Linked DNA regions of Gossypium hirsutum: region 2 is linked to region 1. Evidence: chromatin contacts called from public Hi-C data. All regions are on one chromosome and are shown on one strand. Each heading gives the region's core, a stretch centred on a gene start, on an enhancer-like site or on the middle of the called end of the contact. The rest is flanking DNA. Distances are from core to core; before and after follow the strand shown. Region 1 holds the start of LOC107963323 (D-amino-acid transaminase, chloroplastic). Region 2 has its middle 77 kb from the start of LOC121231128.

Evidence for each region. Hi-C and Micro-C count contacts between places; a contact is called where the count stands out from the background.
Region 2: a contact with region 1 is called in a Hi-C map of leaf, with 3 times the contacts expected there. The contact joins the enhancer-like site here to the promoter of LOC107963323 in region 1. A contact is called at or near these places in 5 of 34 Hi-C or Micro-C datasets (callus, hypocotyl, leaf and 1 more).

The regions. Positions count from the first base shown.
Region 1 is chrA06:34,039,833-34,047,384 of Gossypium_hirsutum_v2.1, forward strand. It overlaps LOC107963323 (D-amino-acid transaminase, chloroplastic), which reads right to left and starts at 4,525. Exons shown (of 5, transcript XM_041115180.1): 1 at 4,088-4,525; 2 at 3,944-3,990; 3 at 3,666-3,844; 4 at 2,713-3,386; 5 at 2,089-2,376. The coding sequence starts at 4,268. The coding sequence ends at 2,282. It overlaps TRNAL-CAA (transfer RNA leucine (anticodon CAA)), which reads left to right and starts at 5,651; the gene lies at 5,651-5,734.
Region 2 is chrA06:34,880,219-34,887,770 of Gossypium_hirsutum_v2.1, forward strand. No RefSeq gene overlaps it. Among protein-coding and RNA genes, the nearest start is that of LOC121231128, 77 kb to the left of the region's middle. Within about 2 kb of position 2,558, at least 9 of the 9 cell types and tissues checked have an H3K27ac peak or open chromatin away from gene starts, as enhancers often do. A contact at or near this core is called in hypocotyl and leaf, where this site is marked.

The sequences.
Region 1 (7,552 bases), core at 3,275-5,774:
TTTAAATTTATCATATTTTAATCACTGTTATTCATTAAAAAAAATTAGATATGTTAATTTTTATTTAAGTTAATCTGAATATTATTCAATTCAAAATACCTGAATAAATAACTCAAAATAATCGAAATTTAAAATTAACATGACCTAAAATAATTTAAATCTATAACGATTTAACTTGAAAATTCAAATTTCATACCTAAATGACTCAAACGCAAAACAATTAAAGCCTTCAAAACCACCGTAACGTAAATCAAACCTAAAATTAATCCAAATTCAAAATAACAAATTAACTCCAACAAAAATAATTTTGTTTTTAAAACCTAAATTAATCCAGTCAACTTAACCCATAATAAAGTTGACTGTACTTGTCTAATTAACAGGTCTAACAGAATCTACCTTCACAAAAAAAGAAAAAGAAAAAAAAAACAAAACAAAAACAGGTCTAACAGAATTTCAACAAGCAGGAAACTTCTAAAAGAAAAGCAACAAAGAGGTAAAAGTACCACACAAGCCCCTTCACTATACCCTTGATTGCATTTTAGCTCCTTTACTAAAAAAAAGGGAAAAAAATAGTCTTTGTAGGTTAGTTGAGTGAGCAAAACAGCCTATCTGATAAAATTTGGCATTTATATTTAGGGAATAATAACAAATTTAGTCTTCAACCTTTATCCATTTTTTCAATTTGACCTCTACTTTTATTGAAAGTAAATTAGAAAAATTTTAAACTAATATGGCTAAAGGGTAGAAAAAACCTTAGTAAAAAAATTTAAAAAATCAATTAAGCCCTTTTAAAACTTCAAGAATAAAAAATTATAAACAAAATTTATGAAAAAAGTTATGAGAATTTTTAAATTATAAAAGTTTTATTAAAGAACAACAATACCGGCCCATTACAATCTAATGTTATAAGATTTTAAAAAAATTTTGACCCCTACTCTTTTATTGGGCCAATATTTTTTATTTTTAATAAAAAATTATAATTTTAAAATTTGTATAACAATTTTTTTTATAATTTTTATGATTTTTAAAATTTAAAAAGGCTTAATTGATTTTGTTTTTTAGTTTGTTGCTAAGATCTTTTTGACCCTTTAGCCTTATTAGTTTCAAAATTTTCTAACTTCTAATAAAAGAGTAGGGGTCAAATTGAATAAATGTGTAAAAGGACTATTTTTACCTTATATATGTTTAACTAAAATTTTACAAATGGCTGTTTTGCTCACTCATCTATGTACAGGGACTATTTTACCTATTTTTTCAATAAAGGAGCTAAAATGCAATCAAGGGTATAGTATAGGGGCTTGTGTGGTACTTTTACCTCTTTGTTGCTTTTCTTTTAGAAGTTTCCCGCTTGTTTAGATTCTTTTAGACCTGTGTCTTTTCTTGAAGGGTATAGTACAGGGCTTCTGTGGTGCTTTTACCCAACAAAGATAAACAAGCAAGAAGCAAAACCATTTTGAAGGACCGAATTTAAGGATTAATGTGAAAAAAGAAATTCAAAATCCAATCAGAAATAAATATTTCTTTGTTACTATAATGAAATAATATCAGGCATTCAATTTCGCACTGCCAATTGCATTACTTTGTAATATGCCTTATGAATATATTTTCTAACATTGAAAATGGTTAGGTCGAGAAACAGTAGGCATACCACGCAATTGCTTAGGCCACAAGTCACAACTACAACATAGTCACAAGAAAATCCAAGTTTTATGCCTTACATTTGGACACACATCAGCACATAATCTCGGCGCCCACGGGTTAGCTTAAATCTCTGCTATTCAGCATCATCAACTGAGCTGCGGGTGGCTTTGTGCTAATTATTTTTTTCATAGCCGCGAGTGAACACTATATTACCAACATCACCACGTTGCTCAATTGCAATTGAGAGACGTGATAATTGTCGGAGAACCACAACCCAAAAAGTAGTTGTTGAGGTTGGAGACCTGAGTCCCACAAAAACATCCCATTCTTTCTATTGTACATTACCAACGGACACATATCACGCTACTCCATTCATATCTCTTTTCCTTACGGTTCTTAACATGTTTTAATAATAATGGTCAAATAAAATTTTGTTTAACAATGAAATAATCAAACAAAACTAAGCTGATCCATTCTGTTTTTAAAGTTTCAAAACTAAATACACCAAGCTAATTTACATACCATAGTGCTTTGCATTATAAGATATTGCAGAGTTATGTCTATATGCAGAGCCAACAAGTGAGAAGTAGATTCTTCGACAAACCTTCTGAGAGCAAGAGAATGAATCAAAGCTTCTGCTTCAACAAGGAACAGGTACTCGGACTGATGAAGGACCGGATTTCATGTCCTCCAGGATAAAGTTCAAGAGAGTTTGAGTTATTGGACCTTCCTTGCCTACAAAGAAACGCATAAAGGGCACTATCAACGCTACAAATAAACACATAATGTATGAGAAGAGGCTTGATGAACCCTAAATTATTAACACATCAGTTTAGCATTTCTTTTGAAGAACAATGGTACATCAGCTACATAGCTTTCAAGGAAACTTCGGAGAGAGGTCTTCCGAGTTCAACCTATTTCGAGGCAGTTTGATTAAAGACACTCTATGTTTTCAGACAATGTGGTTAACCAATCAAAATTGAAGGACTAAAATGATGAATGCAGACAAATTTGAAGGCAAGAAACTAGTAACTAGATGTTGCAACTAATGTAAAAAATGAAGCTTCTTACCATCGCCAATGACCTGTTCATCCCACTGTATTACAGGGCGAACAAGGACTCCACTGCCAATAAGCATCATTTCGTCTGCGCTTTTCCCTTCGTCGACGCTCATGTTATCCACTCTTATTCCACGAAGCTTCCCCTCTCTCACCAGTCCCTCTGCAAGAGTCAAAACTCTCTTAGCCGTGCAACCAGTCAAAATTTTGTCGAATTTCGGCATCAACATCTCCTTTTCCTTTGTAATGAATGCCACATTCATACTAGGCCCTTCAGCAACAAATCCATCATCATCCAGCCAAATTGCTGCATATGCACCTTTTTCTTCAGCTTCCATCTTTGAAAGCGCGTTCGGAAGGTAATTCACACTCTTCATGGTGGCAAACTGGGGAGGCTTCATGGGGATTGATGAAGTAACTACTTTGATGCCTTTCGAATTGAACAAAGATTTATCTTCAATCACAATAGCATAAAGAGCTGGTTGGTGACAGCCAGAAGGGGATAGTTGAAAGTCACCAGGTCCAGCTGAAATCCAGTATCTCAGTGATCCATTTATGCACTTGGATACACTTACAGTTTGTATAAGAATTCTTCGGAGAGTCTCACGATCAAATGGAAGAATGATTTTTGCCATAGTTGCCGACTTTACGATACGATCAACATGTTGGTCTAATTCATAGAGGTGTCTGAAATGTAGAAAAAACATAATAGAGCTTTACAAAGTACCAACTTAACATGCATATATACATACACAAGTAATTTTCTCTTCTTGGTTGAAAAACACCCAATTCTATTGGATTCAAAGCCTCAATCTTGATTCAATCAAGATATAATATAATTTTTTCATCAATCTGTTAATCAATCCAACTTGTTATAAAAAGGGTTATTAAATTATTTTATGATTACGGACTCCATTCCAAATTAGGGACAAAAAAATGAGCTCTTTGGCTGAAAGATTCACTAACCTGTTCGCTATTGTGGCAGTATCAAAGACACCATGTCCCCTATGAACCATGTGATCATCCATAGGGATCACCATGGCAGCTTCATCGGTTACTATTCCACCAAATATGCTAGAGTACATAGCCAGGTATTGCTGGTTCCCTTTGTTGTTTTCTCTGTTATGTTTTAGCTTTTCAATAGCCTTCAACAAACCAAAAAAAGTAAATAAAAAAAAAGAAAAGAAAGAAAAACATTACAGATGGGAAATCAAAGATATCATGTAAGACAGAAAGAAAGAAACCTCTAAACAAGACAGTAAAGGAATGTCTGATAGTTTATCAGTAGAATCTGCCAAGACAAAATCACCCACCAAATACAGAAAGCTCATAAGAAATGATGCGATATGAAATGTAATAACATAATTTACCAAAAAATACACACTAACCGATCATTGATTCAGTTTGATTAGAACTTCTAACGATTGTCAAATCCGAGAAAGACCCATTTTTCATAAGAGGAAGATTTCGTGGAACAAGACATAAATCATACAACAGGTGCGTGTATCTAGTCGGAAAATTGGACGTATATTTAGGGTAAGAAGCTGAAAGAGAAGCCATGGAAGCCATAGATGCTACTAGTTGTTTGAGTGAGTGGAGAAATGAAGAGCGGTGTTTATCTTTTAGTAGGCTATGGAAATGGTTGACTTAATAGTACTATGGTGGATTGGATTCCATTTCCAAAAGAGTGTGACGACGAGACCTAAGGACAAAACTTTGCCGGCCGAGTGGATTATCTCCCAGAAACGACCTTCAGCATTTACAAGCCTGTATGGCGCGTGGAGCCACAACCAATTAGCGTTGAAGAAGGTTTATTTGGTTAGGTTTTGTCGATTTTTTTTAAATTTATGAATTTCTTATAATAATTCTATTTTAATTTTTGGTTTTATACAAGTTTCAAAGTACCTTTTATAGATATATTCTTAAAAAACTTAATTTTTCTAGTAATTAAAAAATTTAACAACTCTTCTATCTTTCTTACTATTAATAAAATCTTTAAGTAGGATGCTCTTACGAGTATTAATTCGATTAAAAAATTATAAAAATAATATTTTATATTTAAAAGAAGATATTTAAGGTTATTTTAATCTTTTTAATTTTTAAAAAATAATAAAAATATACGATTTAAATTCATGTCAATCAATTTCATTGGAAAAACTTTAAATTTACTAAATAACTACAAATTTATTTTGATTTATTTATACATTTGAATTTTACTACTTATACTTTATTACATCCATCAATTCTATTTCTATATGATTAATAAAATTCCTGACTGCATTGGTGTCACCAGTCGCCCAGAACTAACTAAGTTAGGAAAATTATAAAAATAATCTTTAATTTTAAAAAGTTTGCCTTAGCTTTTAAAAGTTTATATCTTTTGTCAAATTGACCCTTATTTTTTTTAAAAACTAAATTTGACCCTCATTCTTTTAAAAAAAAGTCAAATTTCACTATCAATCTTTTGAAAAATAGTTTAATTTATTTTTTAATGAAAATATGGATTAAAATCTTGAAACTTAAAACATAGCAATTTACATAGCAGTTCATGTATTCATATATATATTTTAATTTTTATGAGCCTTTTATAAATTTTAATATAATTTATAATTATTTTTTTATAATTTTCAAATTTAATGCAACATTATCACTAATTATTTTGAACAACTTTATTAAAAATGACATGGTTTATTTTTTATATCATCCACAAAAATTGTCCAAAATATAAAAGAAATATTAATTGATATAAAATCAAATGCAAGGGTAAAACAACCAATTAGTAAAAGTATTTATACGGGAGTATAATATATATAATATTAGTCATAAAATATGAAAAGAATTAATTATAAATTTGTACTGGGATTTTTAATATTAACAAAAAAAATATTAAATTTACAATCAACTCAAGTGACGTATTGAGAAAAGTTGTTTTACCAGGACTAGGGCAGACAGTCAGGATGGCCGAGTGGTCTAAGACGCCAGGCTCAAGTTCTGGTCCTCGTGAGAGGGCGTGGGTTCAAATCCCACTTCTGACAAATTTAACTTGATTTTCATTAAGTGTGGTTCTGGCTCTCTTTTGTCAACAAGCCCAAATTTTTAAAATTTGGTTCATTTTTCTCAAGAAGCCCAAAAATGGAAGAGCAGCCCAGAACTTCATATGCGCATCAACGTGATAAGATTAGAGTTTAAATAGAATGAAAATAATTATTTTTTGTAATTTATTTTTTCACACCATATAATATTTCTATATAAAGAATATGAGTAGATAAAGAGTTACTTATCACTTAATTTTGACATGAAATCTTTTAAAATTATAAAATAAAAAGGGTTCATAATTTAAAATTAATATTTATAATACAACCTAATTATATTTTGTACTTAATTTTAATTAATATAGCAAATGTTCTTAATTTTAATTAATATAGCAAATGTCTCATAAATTAAATTTTTAATACTTAAATTTTCAGCACTTAACTTATGAATTTAACAAATACCACCTTACTTTTTTCTACCGCATCCAGCTTTTATAATAGTTCTATTACCTCTAATAATATTTTATGTCATTATTTTAATTTTTAGTATATATGTCATAATGTATCCAATAATTCCAACATTTGAATAACAAGGATAACCATATCTAGGAGTTGTCACTAATATTTTTAAGTTAGGCGAAATTAATTACTTATTAAGCTAATTCAGAGTACGATTCACATAAATACGAACTATGAAAATCCTAACAAAAACAAACTGAGGTCCATATTTACTAAATTAGGACTCGATTTTACATTATTATCGTATCATAACATCATTATTGGATATTAAAATTTATTAACTAATAGGTTTAATTCAAAACAATCCAATATTTAAGAAAATCATTACTCATTTGCGAGGAAGTATACAAGTCAACCATTCATGGTCTTTTTGAATAAAACATTTTCTAAAAGGATAATAATTTTATTTTTATTTTAAAACAAAAATAGAATGTCCTTATCTATGGGTCAAAAATAATTATCCCCATTAATGATTTGTGACTTTTTTATAATAAAAAATACTTTTTTTAACAAAGTGAATAAACGACGGTAATACTTTTTCACCGTAGAAAAATTTGACTTAATATTCGATATTTATTACCTTAAAGATCATCAATATTACCTCCCCATTCTAATTAAATCCAATAATTATGAATATCTCAGTCAGAATTCCAAATATAAATAAAATCTCATTGTTAAAGTTAAAATTGGTATTGATTATATTGTACACCAAATTTACACTTAAGTTGATTAGCTTTAAATTCTATTATTATAATTTAATCTAATAATATTACATGTCCAAACATACGCAAATACTAATTACTATTAATCTTGCCAAATTAAATTAGTTCATAAATCATACACTATAGAATTAAATTTAGAAATGAGTTTTAACTTTGTTGGCATTGAACAAATTTATCTTATCAATTCCTTGTCTTGTCTTCTCATTGATAGATTTCACTAACTCCACTTTCTTTTCTCCATCTAAGCTAGAAAACCCATTGATGGGAAAAGGCATAAATCAAGTATTGTAAGTGGGTTAAAATCATAAACAATTTCAAAAGGAGAGTAACCGATAGTTGAATCAATAGATCTATTATAAGCAAACTCTACATACATTAAATACTCTTCCCAATTTTTAAGATTCTTACCCACAATGACTCTATGTAAAGAACTTGAGACTTTCTTGGCCACCTCAGTTTGGCCATCGGTTTGGGGTTGACAAATAGTCGAGTAAAGTAACTTAGTTCCAAGCTTACCCCATAAAACTTTCCAAAAGTGACTTAAGAACATTATGTCTTGATCAGAAATAATGGTGCGAGG
Region 2 (7,552 bases), core at 1,308-3,807, 840 kb after region 1:
ATCCAGCACAATAGGACACGATCCTTTGTATCCTCGAAACACGATAAATTTCAACTTCTAAAAATTTATATGCAAAATGATGCCCAATTATTTAGTCCAACGAAAAAATCGAAACCCAGCACAGTAGGGTATGATTCCTCGAATTTCTAGACATCGAACATTGCCTTATTTTAGAATTTAGAGAACATGAGTGAAATTCTAAAGGGATATTCGATTATTTTGAACAAACAGGAAATCGCAACCCAGCACGATAGGGCACGATTCCCCAAATTGCCAAACATCGAACATTACCTTCGTTTTAAAGAATTTTTAAACGAATAGTTATAAAACTAGCTTAAAACATATTAATTTTACTTGAAATAGAATAGAATAATTAGTGTATTTCAAAGAAACATTTAAAAAAGAATAAACATGCGATAATATGCACACCTAAAGTACAATAAACCACAATTGATAACTCCAACGATTAAGTACGACTATTCTACGAAAAATGTGATCAAATTTTTTAGCATGGATCGAAAACAATTAATATAAAAAATAAAACAACGAATAAATAATATACAACAACAATAAATATGGCACAATATAAATCAATCAACAGATCATATACAAGACAAAATGGAATTTAGAAGTCAATGTGGTATAAGACAATTTCAAAATAGACGAATGAACACATAATATATATGATATATGAGTGGGTGAATTGATAAATTTGAAATAATTTAGGTAAAAAAAAACCAAGGCTATAAATATAATCATTGAAATAAATATTATAGAATAAATTATATGAATCAAATAGTATGCGAAACATTTTCAACACAAATTCATTTAAAAAACGACAATATACAATAACTTAAAAATATGAAAGAATGGTGGAGTACATGATAAGATATATGTACCAAATATATATATATATTTAAGAATAATTACTTGTAAAAAAAATGGCATGAAATGAATGATGCATACAAAATTAAGTTAGCTTATAAATTATATAAGTACCATTATACTTAAAAACATTTTAAAGAAATACTAAATAACATACTAAGATAATATAATATAGAGAAACATTTCAAAATAATAATTTTATAAACATAAAAATGAAGTTCCCAAAATAGTGTCATATATACATAAAAACATTAAGTAAATCATGAATCAAGAAATATTTTAAATAGAAAACTCTATTAAAATAATTTATGTATCAATATATAAAAATATTTAAATTAAAACTTTATAATGAGGTATTAAAATAATTTAATGTAAAAAGAATTTTAAAACGATGATCTTGTCAAAAATAAATAAGAATGTTGTTAACTTCAAAATAATGTTTATTATAGATTAAGAATTTAATAAGAATGATGTATATACAAATATGTATAAAATATTTAAAGAAATGGGATGCACAATGTAAAAATAATAAGATAAAAAAAATCTCAAAATAATTATACAAATGTAAACAAACAAAATTATTAACATGGATTAATACATATAAAATATTAAATGCATTTTAAATTAGCAAACTATACAAATGAAAGACCAAATTAAAATTGAATCCAAAATAACATACAAATAATCATAAATAAGATCAATGTACAAGGCGCATGAATGTCTGGGGATTAGAATTGCAAATATCCCTAGCCCAAAACGCAGCACTGTATCGCGGACTAAAATGGAAACGCGCACGAATTAAAGAGCCAAATTAAAAAAAGGGCAAAACAAATAAGGCACAATTGAATAATCGCGCAAAAGGAAGGATTTAATGCGCAAATTTCCCACTTCTAATGAAAAGGCACAGACTTATTTTAATGCTAAAATCCATATTCCCATTTATTTTCCTTTCAAAACACAAATAACCTTTTAATTTAAAAAAAGAAACAGAACCCTTCATTCTCTTTGGGTTCATTAAGCAACTGCCCAAACCACTATCAATTTGATGGCTGACGGTGCACGAATAGGGATCGGATCTTGCTGAAGAAAGCCTTACCCACGAAGATTCGGTAAGAGTACTCCTTTCCCCTTTTTTTTAAAAAAACAGAAACTTTAAAATCCTGTACTATTCTGTCAAAAACAAGGCGAGATCCGACGAAAAACAAGAGAAAACAACCCTAGCCCGAATCACCATATTCCTGAGACATGAGGGCTTTCATCGGTGTTGTTTCAAGCATCCTTTTTCGTTTTCTATGCCAAAATAATGCAAGCAAATTGACAGAAAAGAGGGAAAAATTTGAAATCACCTTTAGATCACTCTTTTTTTTCTTTTCTACTATTTAATATATGTATTGTAGTGTGCGTTCATAGTTTTACAATGAAAAGGCTTTTTGGTTTTATTAGCCGAACAATAATCAAAAATGAAAATACAAGCCCTCTTTATTTGCTATTCCGTTGTTTTTTGTTTCTATTTGCTGTTGTTTTCTTGTCTGTTTGCAGGTATGCGTGGCGCGTGGAAGTGTACGGCGTACGGAGGCGCTGGAAGCTTGTACGGCGCTGCAGGTTAGGGCTGCGGAGCTCCTTACTGCTAGGGTTTGGCTGTTTGGCTAAACTTAGGTTTAGGTTTTGGGCCATTGGGCCCCATTGTAAATGGGTATCTGGGTTTGATTTTTTGTTATTAGGCCTGGGTAGATTCGGCCCATTACAGATATGATATATTTTATTATAGTCTATAATATAATTATAGTTATATATATAATATTATTTCACTAAATAATACTATATCACATGTTATAATAGTAGAGTAGTACATAATATTTTTAATTATTATCATATATTATTGTTTATTATTATACTGGTTGAAATATGCTCTAAGTCCCTATATTTTTTATAAATTTCAAAGTTGGCCCCCCTACTATATTACATAATGTTATATCTTATAGTATATAATATATTAATAATTGATATATATGCATCAATGATTAAACATTATAATATCTAGTAATATTATATCTTTTATTATATATAATAGAAGTACGTTATATATTAATTATTAATTCTTAATTGTTATTATATTATTTGAAATATGCTCTAGGTCGTTATACTTTTCATACATTTGAAAGTTAGCTCTTCTTCTATGTCATATAATGTTATATCATATAATATATAATATATTATGTAATATAATAATAGTTATATAGTATAGATTTTAATATCTATTAATTTTATATATTTATTATACATATATAATCATAGTAATAAAAATATTTTATATTAAATTAATATTTTTAATTTTCACTTTATAATTTAACATAAAAAATTACTATTAATTGTGTTTCCTATTAATAAAAATTTATTATAAATATGTCATGCATATGAATAAATTTTCATAAAAAATATTATATATTTTTTTAATATTGAAATCTATATTAATTATTAATGTCTATGGTTGTTTAATTATAAATTAAAACTTTGAGTCAGGTTATTCTCAAGCTCAGGTCAAATTGGTCCCGAACTCAAAGTCTTATAGACTCGAGTATTTCTCGAGCTCTGGTTTTTCGGGCTAAGATTTTCTCATGCTCGAGCTTTCTCGGACTCGGACCAACACAAACAGCCTTTCAAGCTCAAGCCGGTTTTACCAGCTCTTATTATGGATATATATTAGTAAGTCCAAAATGTTAGCACCCTTACTTGCTCCTATTAAAGTGATTATGTGGAATTTTTTTACTATTATTCAACTGCATAATCAATATCATGTGAAAATTCAATCAACTATGTTCAATCAACAGCAAATATATGTCAACTAATGCTTACAACTATTTTTTTTTAAAAATGCGTCATCTCTTTATTGACGATAATAAACGGTATTATAAATTTGAATTTACTAATAATTTTATAAAAATAAACGATCAAACTATGTTAAAAATAAAGTATATAAATTTACGGATAATATAAGTTTTGGCCCCTGAACTTGGCAATTAGGTCCACTTAGGTACTTGTAAATTTTTTTGTCTACTTTGATCTTTGAACTTGGCAACTAGATCTATTTTCGTCCCTGAACTTAGATCTTGTCAAGATTTGGAGATATAATCAATGTTACTAGAGCATGATCAAAGTAGACAAACTGAGAATTAAGCAATGTAACGGTTCAAACAAAAGGGTTAAACTGATTGACACGGAAACTGTTTGAAATTGGTAAAAATTAAAATCTAGGACAAAAATTGCCAATTGAACCAGTTTAATATATATTTTTTGTTATTTTATGTTTTTATATTTTTATGAATTTTAATTACTTATTTAATTATTGTTAGTTTGTTGGTTGAATTGATCAAACTGGTTGAATAGGGAACATGTTGAACTAGTTGTACCACATCATCACCTGAAAATTTATATAAAATTTATAAATTTTAAATTTTCATGTAATGATGTGGCACAATGTTAGAGTACCACATCATTAAACTTTTTTATTTTTCAAGTTTAGGGACCAAAATGAATTTAACTGTCAAGTTTAAATGCCAAATTCTTAACATGGTAAAGATCCTAAATTCATAATTTGAACACACCTAAAATGAAAAACTAAGAACAAGCTCCGGTTCCGTGATGGAAAGAATCACGTTTGCTGTTAAAGACTAAAACCATGTCAGTTTATATAGCCATATGATCTTCGAAGCCCATGAAGACCTTTGATAAGTAGAACAGGCTAATTTGCATAGATAGTTATTACATAAAAAGCCCCAAATAATGTCTCCAACTGCCACCGCTTCACTTAAAAATGCAACTTCTGTCAAATGGATTTTGGTAGAGAGCGCTGAAAAAAGGTGGGTGTATTTAGATTGTCTCTCCCCAACATGATTGATTGGGCCATTTCATCACTAAAGGCATCTAATTTGAATGAAATCAACAGTTTTGTCAATAATGTGTTTAAAATTTCTTATTGGACTTTTTATCAGAGTTTTAGCATGGGTTAGGCCTTTTGGGAGTTCTATTTTTGTTAAAATTATGAGTCGTATAATGGGCAGATATTTACATGTATTTAACTCTTCTTTTTTTTTCTTTTCTTTTCTGAGATTCTGTTTGGCCCAACTAAGCTTTTGCGTGCCGCTAAATAAATATATAAAAGAAAATTTAATTGCATCATCCATCTCTAAATTATTATTTAATTTTTAAATTATACTAAATTTCAATGTCTCAATTGATTGATAAAATTATCAGTCGTCCTGTGAGTTTAGACATTGAAGGTTAACTTGCATATGATATTCAACATATTTAAATGGATTAAACATGTGTGCACTTATCATATGGATAATTTGGATTTAACCTGTCAAAATAATTTGTTCGTATAAAATTTATTTACGTCTTTTTTTCCTAACATGCCGTTGTTTATATAATATATACACACGTATTAAACATTTGATCAACATATTTAAATATAGTCCACGTTAGATTCAAACTAACACTTAATAACTTGACCGAAGAACCTAACTAATATGAAACTAGAAGTTTAAGCACTCAACTAGAATGTAAAGCCATTTGGAGCAATTACCTCAAAATAAATTATAGAAACTAATTACTAAAAAAACTGTGATTATAAAATTTGGTTGAAGTCAAAAAGTACATAAGCATTATTTAATGATAAATTAATTTATTTAAAAGATTAAAAACAAGCTTAAAAAAGCCTTAATAGTTGTATCCTTTTTGGGTTAGTTAAAAAGTAGGAAGATGCATAAAGTTTTAGCTTTGTAGGTACTTTTTTGTTTTTTTTGGAAGGTTGTAGGTACTGGCTTTTAGTTCCAATATGTTTTGCCCATCTTCTTACCTAAATTCTAAGTTAAGTCTTTGCATGTGATAAAAGCAAACCAAAATGAACACGTTTGGTTGGACATCCATTTAAATTGATCAAATTTCATTGTAATCCTTCTATTATGTTGAAATTTGAGATTTAATCTCTTTAATTTGACATAATTTTATTTATCTATTCTTATAACATTGCTAGTAAGTATACATTGAGAACATCGTTAGTTGTTACCATTAAAGTGATTGTATGATTTAAAAAACAATTTTAAATATTTGACTAACATGTAAATTTATTATTACTTGAATAGGTCTAAGACCCTTAAATAACCTAAGGTGTAAGGTGCAAGGTGCAAGGTGCAAAAAAATGCTTGCCTTAACATCACTAACTTGAATATGGTGTGAAGTGGTTTTGATGCTTCTAGCTAGGTATGAGTGTCTTGGCGCCTAAACATCACTAACTTGAATATGGTTGTCTAAATTTTTACATAGCTTTGATTGTGTGACCAAATAACAGTAAAAAAAAATCACATCTCCACTCTAATGGAAGCATTTAATAATGTTATCAATTTGTGCATATTAAAAGTATGCTCAGTTATATTATGGTAAAAGTTGAAGCCATAACAAATGAAATAACAACAAGACTTTGCACACATAGACTGCCAACACAATTCATGCTTAACCTATATCTTTGGAGCCTTGCTTAGAGAACCATTTTGTTAATATCAACATAGTACAAAGAAACAATTATTTAAGCCTAACCCTCCAAATTTCAAGTTGCAACCTCCCATTACATATTTTCTCTATCGCTTAGTAGGTATTCTAAAGTCATTCAAAGATGACAATCTCAACAAGCAAATTCCTTACTTGAACAAATAGATTTAATCACTAACTGTAACAGCCCGAATTAGAGCCTAGTTGGAACAGTGGCCTCAGGACCACAAATCCAAAGTTGGGAAAATTATTTTTATTATTATCATGAAGTTATAGTATGGTTATATTAGTGTATGAAAAATTTGGGGAGTTAATTTTAATGTTTGTGAGCCCGATTGCGAAAAAGGACTAAATCGCATAAAAGGCAAAAGTTGCATTTTAGTACCCAAATGTGTTAAATAGCTAGAGAACTAAAACTGAGGGCTTTTAAAGGGAAATTATACCCTTTTTAATTGTGTTGGTCGGCCATGAGATGAATTTTAAACAAATAGTCAAGGTTTAGGTAAGTGATATCATGATTTGGTGAAAATAATGTCTAAAAGCCTAGCTATTATTTTTATTTTTCTCCATCCCTTATCTCACTGAAAATATCAGAAAATATGGAGGTTTGAAAGCTAAAAAATTTCAGAAACTTATTCCTCTCATAATGTAAGTGATCTTGATGATTTTCTTGATGATTTTTACATTTTTTGGCATGCTTATGTTATGGGCTTTCAAATGAGAGGACTATTTTGAAAAATGGTGATAAGTCTAGGGATTTACCATGAGAGAGTTTATGTTGTTTTCTAAAATTTTATGGAAGAAAATGAATCTTAGAAGAGTTCTAAACAACTTTTGTGAAAGGTGTTAGCATGAAAACACTTAAAGGGGCTATTTTGCATAAGTTGCAAAATAGGTGGTAAGTGTGTGAAATAGTGAGAATTTGGGGTTGCTATAAGAGTAAAAAGGGGTCGGCTAGGCGTAAGATAAGAGAAAATTTGATAAAAATCAAATTTCGTACATAAGAGTAAAATGCTCAAATTGCCAAAGTCTAGGGGCAAAATAGTCATTTTACCAAAAATAATGAATTTATGATTGCCTAATTGTAATTAGTGATTAAATGAGTGCATTTTTTCTATTATAG